Linked DNA regions of Mus musculus: all the other regions are linked to region 3. The links are chromatin contacts, called in public Hi-C maps. All regions are on one chromosome and are shown on one strand. Each heading gives the region's core, a stretch centred on a gene start, on an enhancer-like site or on the middle of the called end of the contact. The rest is flanking DNA. Distances are from core to core; before and after follow the strand shown.

Region 1 (3,736 bases), core at 1,207-3,706, 43 kb after region 3:
AGGTGATAGAGGAGTTAATTATTTTATCAAATGATTTGAAGGAAGTATTTGTTAATTTTAGACCAATGTTCCTAAGAAAATGTTTCTCAGAGGAAAACATATCTTTGGTAAACAAATAGATGTATGAAAAGTTTCTTTCCACAGATGCATTTGGGCATAAAACTAAAGATTAATTTTGGTTAATGTTTTACCAAAAGGCATCTTCTTATGAGCAATTGATTGTAAAGTGCATGGTTTATGCTCTACAAGGAAATAATGGAGATTGGTGAGAAAGCTCTCATGTTGGTCTTCCTGTGCACAATAACGGCAAGTCAGGATTGGGAAGCTGGACCTGCTCCTTATGAGGGACTATGGTTTCTCACTGAGGGCAGATCAATGGAACCACACGGTACAAGCACATCCAACAATAGCCGGCACTGTGAGGAATGCAGGTGAATGATCACAGAAAGGCACCTCCTGGCAAAGTCCATCAAAGAGTGGGTTGCACGGTGCTGAAGAGCACACAAAGGGTCCAGGATGCCAAGCTCTGTAACCCAGGAGTCATGAGACTGAATCACCACCCGACGCTACAGAAGGGGTGGTGAGCCTCTGCAGTATCTTCCATGTGTGCCTCTCATGTGATCCAGAAATGTATCCACAATGTCTACCTGGTGTTCTTAGTTTTTACTCAAGAAAGTGAAAGCGTATACATCTGAAGACTTGCTCACAAGGACTTGTGGCAGCTTCATTGGCTGTAGTTTAAAATCTGGGCTGAGACAACATCCCCACACTGCAATCTTTGGTCCCTATCTGATGGGCAGATGATGGGACCTTTAAGATGTGGGCCCCATGGAAGGAAATGAGTTCACTGGGGACATGTCCTTGAAGAGAACTTTCCACCATTGATGTTATTCCTCAACACAGGCAACAAGGATAGAGTCAACCACTATTTCCCAAAAGCCAGGCGTGTAACTACAAACACAAACAACCCTTGTTTCTGTTTTTTTTTTTTTTTTTTTTTTTTTTTTTTTTTTAAGTTTCTCTGGTGTTCCTTTACTTGGCAGAAAGTGGACTCACTCAACTTGAGCATCAATTCTGGAACAATCTCAGTTTGTAACACTCTCATCTGTGTGGTGTTAGGTCTGTAGCGGCTGTTCATGTGAGTAGTATGCATTGAAGCTGTTCTCTGAAGGATCAGATTATAAGCTGCCCTTTGCCAGAAGGGGGCAACATACCAGAGAGACCAGTGAGACCTCTAACAGCCCTAAGCATCTCAGACACCTGCTTCTAACACCTTGCTTTCACAGAAGAGCTCGCTGGTGTCCTGAAGCCTCGGAGCTGACGGGAAATCAGTCATTCTGGGCAGCATCCTTAAGCTTTGATCTTTCCAGCAGCAATGTGAATTTTACATATTTTTTTTCCCCCCACCGGCATACTTTGTTAGGTTTTTTTTTTTTTTTTTTTTTTATCACAAAAGACTAAGGCTTAGCCTTTGATAAATTCTCATTTGCAGAGATAAAGTAAAAGGGGGAAAAAGCATTGGGACCTTATAGGAAATGGCAATTTCACCCCAACACCCCCCCCCACCACACACACTCATGCAGTGATAATTTCGAAGTTTAGAAGGGTAACACACACACACACACACACACACACACACACACACATATACACACACACACACACACACACACACACACACACACACACACACACACACACACACACACACACACACACACACACACACACACACACACACACACACACACACACACACACACACACACACACACACACACACACACACACACACACACACACACACACACACACACACACACACACACACACACACACACACACACACACACACACACACACACACACACACACACACACACACACACACACACACACACACACACACACACACACACACACACACACACACACACACACACACACACACACACACACACACACACACACACACACACACACACACACACACACACAGACACACACACACACACACACACACACACACACACACACACACACACACACACACACACACACACACACACATACACACACACGCACACACACACACCTACCCCTTCAAGCATGAAAAAAGCATTTGAATTAAGCCAGGCACACAAAGCAAGAGAATTGTGGAGAGAAGCTCTCTGACAGGCAAGCCTGCTCTTTATTCTCTTGAGCTAATTCTGCCACACGACACACTGGCATCCAGAAAAGTAAGATTCTGACAGGCTAATTTCAGCTTGTGCTTCCAATGAAATGTACATAAGGCACTTGTTACGTCTAGTGACAGTCAGTGTCATTTTCTGTTTAAAAGCAATCCATTTGTGTGGATGCCTAGGAGAGCAGGTGCCCGTTGAGGGAGTAGGAAGGGCGTTTGGGGTCTAGTGAAGGTTTGCACGGCCGCTTGGCTGAGGCAAGGGAAGTGAGGCTCGGCCCGGATCATCAGGCTGGATTATCAGGCTGCTTGGGTTCAAGGACAGAGTCATCAAGTCAAGCTGGTGTCTGTCCATGACTTCCCCCGTCAGCGGTAAGATCTTAGGACCTATAGAACAGACGATCAGGTGGTGATATCGTTTGCTTATCAGTCCAGCTTGCTGCAGCTGCGAAGTAGAAAAGCTAAAAACAAAGTCTCTGAGGACAGACACATCAGAATACGGAAACAGAACACCAAAAAAACAAAACGGAGGCAGGCTAAAGGAGGACACGTGTGACCAGTAGGTGGCGCCATTATACCGCACAGAACCCGGCTTTCTGGCAGAGCTCTACTGGGGAGATTAGAGCCATATACAATTTCCTGTTGGCATTGAAGGTGAAGTCAAGGGTTGATATAAAGAGCTCCATGAGGCTCTGAAAATGCCGCATGCCGGCAGCAACCCAGGCTCACCCTTAAAAGAACTTCAGGAGTGAGGGCGCCAAGGAGGATACTGAGTCATAGCCCCATCGAAATAGTGTCTGATGTCACTGGCGAAAATAGACCCGGAGATCTCTTCTGTTTATCCCGCTGTAAAGAGGTGACATTCATCGGGTGACTAGAGAGTTCATTTAATTATAAAAGACAGAGCCATAATAGAGAAGCAGGATACGACTCCCTTGTCTAAAAGGTGTGGTGGATATTTGGAACCATGTATTTCCTAACCTGTGGTTTACAGCGTCTTTTAAAATTTGCTTTCCAAAGGAAACAGCATTTGGAACAGCAAAGATTGCTCAGGTCAAGACAGTGTGTAATTACAGTGCCAGATGGAGACTATTTCTGCCAACCACGATTCTAATTTCGTCTTTCCCTTTACCCAGTACTAAATTGAGTCTACTTAATAGAGACGCGTACTGCCAAAGCCACCCACAGCCCGTGTCCCATTCTGATTTCCACCTATCTTGTAAGATTTCAGACAAGCTTGAGGTTTAGATTGAACAAAGACAAGCTGAGCTACCATAGGGCTGGCTAATCTACAAAGAGGATCTGGGGGTGGGGTGGGTGCTTAAACAGTACATAGAGTGGGCAGGCACAGTCCTCTGACCAGAAAAGCCTCAGGCAAGGACAGTCTGGCACCCCCCTGTTGTGGATTTAAACTACCATTTCTTTGCACTGACTCTCAACTATCTCAGCAGGGATTTTGCTCAGCAATCTTTGCAGAGCCTGTTTCTTCCCTACATACTGAGTATGAGCAGTGGGTAGGGTTTTATTTCATCCTCCTTCCCCAAAATCACTGTG
Region 2 (3,922 bases), core at 122-2,621, 62 kb before region 3:
TACCTGGGCACAGCTCTCAGTGTTACTGGATCTGCTTGCTCAGATTTCAAGCAAAGCCCACCGCATCAGCAGTGGATTGAACACACAGACCATTCGTCTATGAAGAGTTGTTTCTGACTGCATGCTGATGGTGCTATGTAAAAGACAGGCACATCCAATGGTAGCCACTGGGAGCCGTTTACTCTGAAGCTCAGTAACGAAGCCACACAATAGCCAGTTCTAAAGACAGGAGCTCAGCATTCCTCTTCCACAAGATTTCAAGCTGTTAACCTGTTTTACCCGACCATTCTCAGCAGCCATAAAGCCACACCAGGGTGTAGATATTTAAAGACATCACGACAGAAGTATTGTTTGAAGCCCAGGTGCACAGCTGCTTCTGGTCCTCTGAAGCCCAGGCAGTGTGAACATTGCTATTCAATGTTCTTCTTTCTTGTGAAGAGAGAAATATAGAAAATACCTACAAACAGTGTGCCTTGATGAATCCATTTGGCCTCCCATCGCAGATTCTCATTAAGGTGTTTGATTTATTTGTCAAAGACATGGCTGCTTGCTCATGCTTTCTTGTTACTTCCCCCAGCAAGAGCACACTGCTGGGAACTTTAATCACTAGAGACGGACACCCTGAAGCCTATATGCTGGTTTCTAGCAGCGATGGAAGTGTTGGAATTGTTTGCTGTTGTCATTGATGACTCTTAACGATTGTATGATTCTCCTTTGCCTGAATTATTATCTGAGTAGCTCTTTGCATCCTGGTGGTCTTTTTTGCTCCAAGTTAAATTAGTTCATATTCATTTTACCAAGCCCTTGAATACAGTATTCTTCATTTTGTTGTTTCCGTTTAGCTTGCATAGAATTGATGGTACTACCTTTTCAGACGCATACCCCATTTGTTTGTAAAATCCTGCCTGATTCCCTCAGCTCAGTGTGAATCCTTTGGGGAGGCTGGCCTCTCCCCTGAGCTGGTGGCCCATGTCTGCTCTCCTTCTATGATGTCTTGCATCTTCTCTAGCTTTCTCCAAACCCCCAATTCTGCTCTCAGGAACAGGCCTTGCTCCTGTTACAGGGGGCGCAGAAGTCCTCAGAGTCTCTTTCCAGGACTGAAAGTGCAGCTACCGTGTCCCTTCTCCCAGACCTCTAGGGTAAGCCTCCTGTGACCCTGTCAGTAACTATTCTTGCCTGTTTTCTGAGGCATTGCCGAAGGTGGATTCCTGGGTCTTGCAGATGCTAGGAGAGTACTCACCACTGAGCAGCCAGCAGTTTCCTTGTCTGCCACTGAGAGTTTAAAATGAATGGTTGCTGGAAGCCAGCCCCTCACTCCATACTATGGTGTGCCTCCCTCTGCCTCTATCTCCGCCTCTGCCTCTGAGGCTTGTGCACTTCATTGGTCATTCCTTGCCAGTGCTCAGCTGGAGAGCAGTTAGGATACTCCAGCTTGTGGTGTCTGCATGACCAAAAAAACCCTTTATTTATAGCTTTGCTTACTTTAAAATGCCTCGACTGAGCTGGAGAGACAGCTCAGCTCGTAAAGTGCTTACTCTGCAGGCTGAGGATGCCAGCCGACTCAGTCTCCAGGATCCACAGTGCAGACAAATGCCAGACGCCCTGGGGCACCACAGTGAGGAGGCACCACAGTGACCACTTGGTGACAGTCGAGGACACAACACAATAAGATTTTGTAGGAGATACCATGACATCCGTCGGGTAGGACTGGACATACTCTGCTTTCTGTTTTCTGGCACCGCACCTGTTGCGAGGTGCTGTCTTCAGTGGAGTTACCCTTGATAAAGGTTGCTCTGCGGCAAGATCAGTGTGAACTGGCACGGGATCCCAGGGTTCGGGAAGCTGGGCAGTGCTGGAACTGACTTCCTTAGCTCTTGATCACAAGCTATCTTAAAGGACAGCTGCCACTTGGCACTCACGTGAACTTTATGAAGTGTTAAAAGTTTTGAAGATGGATAGAGTGCACCCCCTGTCACGTAGATGAGAGACTTAGAGGCCAGAGATGACATTCCATGATGAGCAGTCCATCCATGTCCCAGGATCTCTCTCTGTCTCTCTGTCTCTCTGTCTGTCTCTCTGTGTGTGTATGTGTGTGTGTGTGTGTGTGTGTGTGTGTGTGTGTGTGTATGAAGCTGCTAGGTGCTGACCTCAGTGGGAACAGACTGTTATTAAAGGGTTATTGCCAGACTATGAGAAAGGACTGAATATGGAGACATTTGTAACAGATCTCAGCTATTCATGTGTCTACTTGCTGAATCTTGCTGAAAGCCAGAGATTCAGCTCAATGGTAGAACACTTGTCTGGCAATCGTGAGATCAGGGTTAAGTTCCCAGAATTCACACCCCCACACAAAAACCCCCACCAAATTAACCCCACACATCCTGTGCGGCTTTTGGCATGGTCATTCTCTCTCTCTCTGCTCGGCTGTCCTCCTGGTCAGCGTGTGTCTCAGATAAGCATATTCCCAGGAGTTGGGGAGACTTCAGAGTCAGTAGAGAATCGGTGGGCAGTAGAAAAGAGTGGTTGTGGCTGTCTAATATTCTATGGAGCTCTTCAGAACAATTCACAAAGGAGCCTTCTCAGGCTGTAACCCACACAGTGCTGTTCTGCCGGCTCTGGGATTTGAACTGCCTGTGAGTCTATTCTGTCACCACACTGGCGCCTTTGTAAGATGGGAGTCGGAAAGAGTCTCAAGCTAGGAAAGAGCTGGGGAGTAATAGCAGTCTGTTCCTGAGACCGACCCCAGCAGTAAATCACCACAGATGCAGTCCGGTGGCCCGTGGTCAGGGTAGAGGTCACACCCAGGTCCTCCAGTTTTGGAAACGTAACCACAAACACTTATTGAGGTAGGAAGCTGCAGGCTTGTGGGGAAGGAGGGAAAATGTCTGCTTTATACATTTGTTCGTTGTACGTCAAGGTCCTCGCTCCCCCGGGCCTGGCCTCTCCCATTCTTGATTTAAAACTCTCAAGCCTGTGAGCTGGCTTCCCCCAAGGTTTCATTGACAAGTCTGCTGTGATGATCACATCAAGGTTTCTGCCCGCTCTCCCAGAACTTTACAGTTAGAGATCTGAGAGCATGCCACAGGGCTGTCCCGTTGATAGGGCAGGGGCACCAGATCAGACCATTCTGGTTGCAGCTTTGGTTTTGTCCATTGTAGGGATTCTACTCTCCTCATTTCCAGACAGTGAAGGCAGGCACGTATCCCCCTGCCATCCTGAGGTTTAAGTTGTGAGTGACGTCAGAGAATGATGTCACATGGCAGTGGTATTCATGCTTGTTCTGGGCTCCAAGCACTTCAAGCACGGGCTCTTCCCGTGACCAGATCATCAGGGACAGCTATAAGCCCTGGCTTGGGGTGGCAACCCGGCCTCTATAGTCACTGACTGTGGCTCACTAGTCCCTCTGTCTCTGACCTATAGTCAGGGAAGTGCTGGTATTTCCTAAGCACCATGTGACCCCAGTGGCCCATGTAGGGGCTCACTGGGACTCCTCTGCTCTGCACTTGTAACAGACACTCACATCCTTCCATTAGAGTGTGAGCATCAGAGGGACTGTTCCCTAGTGTGGGATGAGTGGCCGATGGAGCCCCCCAGCTCCCTCCACAGACAGGTTTTACGCATGACAGTTGTACCAAAAGGAACAGATCTTTAGAATGAGAGATGTCTGGGTGGCCCAGAAACAAAGAGGCCTCAAAGCCAAGCCTCCGAGTGCACAGGGATGGGGACATAGCAGACAGTGATCCCAGTGAACAGTAGCAGTGTTCTCTGGAGGGGGCAGGTCTGTTTTCTCAGTGCAATGCGAAGCCTGGGAAAGGTTTTCAGCTGAGGAGTAAGCGAATTTTGTTTTATTTTTAGCATACAGTGTTTGCTGCTTGGAAAATGGGGTTTGTAAGGCGAGCATGGGGCAAGGAGATCAGTGAGA
Region 3 (3,428 bases), core at 686-3,185:
CTCAGACAAGGTGTAAATAAATTCATAATTCAAACAGCCAGTATATATGCATATATGGGTGTTACATTGCAAAAATCTCTATCTTTGTTCTATTCACATGCTTAAAGAAGTAAGAAATCTTTTGTGGATATGTAATTATACATATAAAGTATATATATATGTATGATACATGAAATATATTTAGAAATGTTCATAATTTTAATGGATATTCTTTGGTGTGAATAATTGAATACAACATTTTTAAAATATCATCTCTCAAGTTTGCTCTCGTTTGTGGGGAAGGCGACAGATGCCCAGAGAAGCTGTCCATAGGTGGCAGCCAGATCTTCCCACAGACACTGTTTGGCTGAGAGTCAACACAGTCTGTATGAAATGCAGCTGAGAAAACACTTGCTCTCCAGAAAGGAGCCAGAGGCCAGCTTCTCAGTATAAGTGTTAAATCTGTTTCCTGCTCCTATCAGGTTAGTTTTTGTTGACTTCACACAAGCTAGAGTTATGTGGAAAGAGGAACCTCAGCTGAGAAAATGCCATAGTAACTCACTTGTAGGCAAGTCTGTGAGACATTTTCCTTGATTAGTGATTGATATGGAAGGGTCCACTATGGGTGGTGCCACACCCTAGGCCGGTGGTCCCGACTGTGGAATAAATGAGCCTGAGCAAGCCACAGGAAGCAAGGCAGTAAGCAGTACTCCTCTGTGGCCTTCTGCATCATCAGCTCCTGCCTCCAGGTTTCTGCCCAGTTTGAGTTCCAATTTCCTTCAAGGTCAGAGTAAACTGAAATAAACACCCTCCTTCCCAAGTTGCTTTTGGTGATAGTGTTTATGACAGCAATAGAAACCCAAGACAGAGGTAGACTGTGTGTACATGTGCTCTACCTCCTCCAACACCACCATCTCTGCCCTGAGCCTCACGGGGAAGGGGTCAGGGTGTGTGGCTCGGTGGTAGGGCATTCGTTTGCCTCTGAAGAGTGGGTTCCAGCCTGGCACTGTGGAAAAGTTGCTAGTTCCCTTTCATATCAAACCAGGCTGAAAGGGTCAGAATTCACTGCCCGAGTCATAGGTTAAGGTTATAGGTCACCTGGGACTAGGTGCAACTCTGTTCTTCCTGGCTTTCCATAGCACTTAGCCATTGCTGCTCAAAACTCTTCCCTGGGTGAACGCAGGTGTCTGGTCCTTCCATTCCTCTGCCTTCAGGAGCCACCCCCTCCCCCACGTGGGGACAACATGGGCAGTGAGCCAGGGATTTGCTTCCACAAAAATCCACCTTAGTTTTGACAGGTCGTTGCAGTGATAATAATTGAATATACTTCTCCTTCAATCACTTTGATAGACGACTAAACAATAGGAGGGAATATGGGTTTTACTATATTCTTAAGAATCGACACATATTTGACCCTTGACGTTCTGATTTTTGTCACCTAAGGGATAGAATGATTACGCTGACATAAGCCATGATTTGGAAGAATTTTTTTTTCGGCCGTAGGGTGGGGGGGGGGGGGAGATTAACATTTTCCAGAAGTAGGGGAGGTGCCGCTCTTACTAGCACATGCCTTGTGCAAACCAGAGTTCTTCCCTTTCTGTCTGAACTCGAGGATCTGAGTTGGTGACCCTATCGCGTGTCCAGAAACACCTCAGCCCTCCTCTTTAGCATCCCGTGTGCTCTGGTTCTTGCGTCTAGAACCAAGGACTGCAGCGGGGGCACATTCACTGGGGACACCAGTTATCTTTTGTCCCATGCTCTGTAATGAATCTTGCCTAGTTTTGTTTTGCAAAGTAAAACCAGTGAGCATCCCTCCAGGGCTCCCAGACCTGGCTGGGGAAGGTGGCAGACTCCTGGCTATTCTGTTATTCTGCCACCCTGTGGCCGGGCGCCAGAGTTACACTGAGGGGGAGGGGCTAGGAATATTTACTGTTTCCATGGCAACTGCAGCTTCCGTTGGCAACTGCAGCTTCCGTTGGCAACTGCAGCTTCCGTTGGCAGCGAGCCGACCAGAGGGGCAATGGCTGAGGATCAGGAACCTGACTGTAAGTGGTCTGCCTCTATTTTTGTGGGTTTTGACCCGGTTGATGTTTGTCCAGGAAAGCTGGTTTCTCAGAAGTGGTTTTGAAAGTAAAAACCTTTCTGGTGGCAGGAAGTCAGCTCCTGGATCAGGAGGGTTTGCTTGGACCCAGCGACTCAGACCTTTCAGAAGCTTAAGGAAGCTGGCTACTTCTGTCCTCAACCGGAAACAGAGAGCAAAGAACACACGCGCACCATTTCTCCACTCAGCTCCAGGACCCCGCCAGGAAACAGAGTGGGTCTTCCCACCTCAGCCCATTTAAGAAAACCCCTCAGGTCATGGCCACAGGACAACTTCATCTAGACAATTTCTTTTGAGAGTTCCTTCCTGGATTCTATTTTGTGTCAGACTGATAATCAAAAGTAACTATCACCTTGGTATGTGTGTTATAGGATGTGTGTAAAGGCGTATGGAGTGTGTGTGTGTAAAAGTACCTTGGAGGGAAAGGGATGGAGGGGCTCACCATACTCGTTCAGTGCTTTTTGTTTTGAAGCTGAGAGTTTTGCAAAACTTCCTGTACCACACCGCTCTCTTGGTATGTGACTTACAGGTCAGAGAGGCAGGCAGGCAAGCAGGTGTCTGTTTCGAATACATAGATGATTGTCCACACATAATAAAAGTAGGGAACAGCTCACATGTAATAAATCTAACAACCTAACAGTCTAGCTCTAAGTGACACCACCAGTATTGAGAGGCAGAGTTCACTCAGGGAATATTGCTAGAGCAACAGGTTGCAAGTCTACTGTCCTAGTGCACAGCCAACCCCCATATCCACATGCAGTGATGTGGAGGTCATTGACATTGATGGGACACTGACAACACTGCAGATGTCCCTTGAGAGTGACGAGGCTAACTGGTAACAGCCTCAGTTGTGCTTAGCCAGGTCAGCCCGCATGCTAGACACTCAACACACACAAGGCTCAGAGCCAGGCCATTGGCAGGACATCTGCTGGGAGACATGGTCTCTTGTCATTAGAGTAAGCATGTGGCTCATGTCTGCTGAGGTACATTGGAGACCAGTATCTGTAGAGCTTCCTGAACCTGGACTTTTATGACCCTTCTGAGGCTGGTCTAGTTTTTGCATGTATGGTGTGCATGTGTGTGTTGGTCAGTACCTTGGAGAGAGGTATCCCCCCTATAAAACCCTACAACACAGACACCAAGGGGATAGTTAATTTTGATTATCAACCTGACACAAAATAAATTCACAAAGGAGCTCTGAAAAGAAATTGTCTAAATGAGGTTGCCCTGTGGCCATGCCCTGAGAGGTTTTCTTAAATGGGCTGAGGTGGTGTACTGGCTAGTTTTGTGTCAACTTGACACAGCTGGAGTTATCACAGAGAAAGGAGCTTCAGTTGAGGAAATGCCT

Evidence for each region. Hi-C and Micro-C count contacts between places; a contact is called where the count stands out from the background.
Region 1: a Hi-C map of Th1 cells shows a contact between it and region 3, with 2.4 times the contacts expected there. The contact joins the enhancer-like site here to the promoter of 1700010I14Rik in region 3. A contact is called at or near these places in 1 of 15 datasets of contacts at CTCF or cohesin (CD8 T cells), 2 of 484 Hi-C or Micro-C datasets (Th1 cells and stem cell-derived neural progenitor cells), 2 of 115 datasets of contacts at active chromatin or transcription factors (CD8 T cells and memory CD8 T cells) and 2 of 9 other capture datasets (adipose tissue and pancreatic islet).
Region 2: a contact with region 3 is called in a Hi-C map of brain, with 2.0 times the contacts expected there. The contact joins the enhancer-like site here to the promoter of 1700010I14Rik in region 3. A contact is called at or near these places in 3 of 484 Hi-C or Micro-C datasets (the Patski cell line and brain) and 1 of 9 other capture datasets (liver).

The regions. Positions count from the first base shown.
Region 1 is chr17:9,029,170-9,032,905 of GRCm38.p6, forward strand. No RefSeq gene overlaps it. Among named protein-coding and RNA genes, the nearest start is that of 1700010I14Rik, 43 kb to the left of the region's middle. Within about 2 kb of position 2,457, at least 64 of the 459 cell types and tissues checked have an H3K27ac peak or open chromatin away from gene starts, as enhancers often do. A contact at or near this core is called in CD8 T cells, Th1 cells and stem cell-derived neural progenitor cells, where this site is marked.
Region 2 is chr17:8,924,605-8,928,526 of GRCm38.p6, forward strand. The region is part of intron 3 of Pde10a (phosphodiesterase 10A); the gene reads left to right. Among named protein-coding and RNA genes, the nearest start is that of 1700010I14Rik, 62 kb to the right of the region's middle. Within about 2 kb of position 1,372, at least 19 of the 459 cell types and tissues checked have an H3K27ac peak or open chromatin away from gene starts, as enhancers often do. A contact at or near this core is called in brain, where this site is marked.
Region 3 is chr17:8,986,398-8,989,825 of GRCm38.p6, forward strand. 1700010I14Rik (RIKEN cDNA 1700010I14 gene) reads left to right here and starts at 1,936. Exons shown (of 10, transcript NM_025851.3): 1 at 1,936-2,024. The coding sequence starts at 2,000. Pde10a (phosphodiesterase 10A) reads left to right here. Exons shown (of 22, transcript NM_011866.2): 22 at 1-251.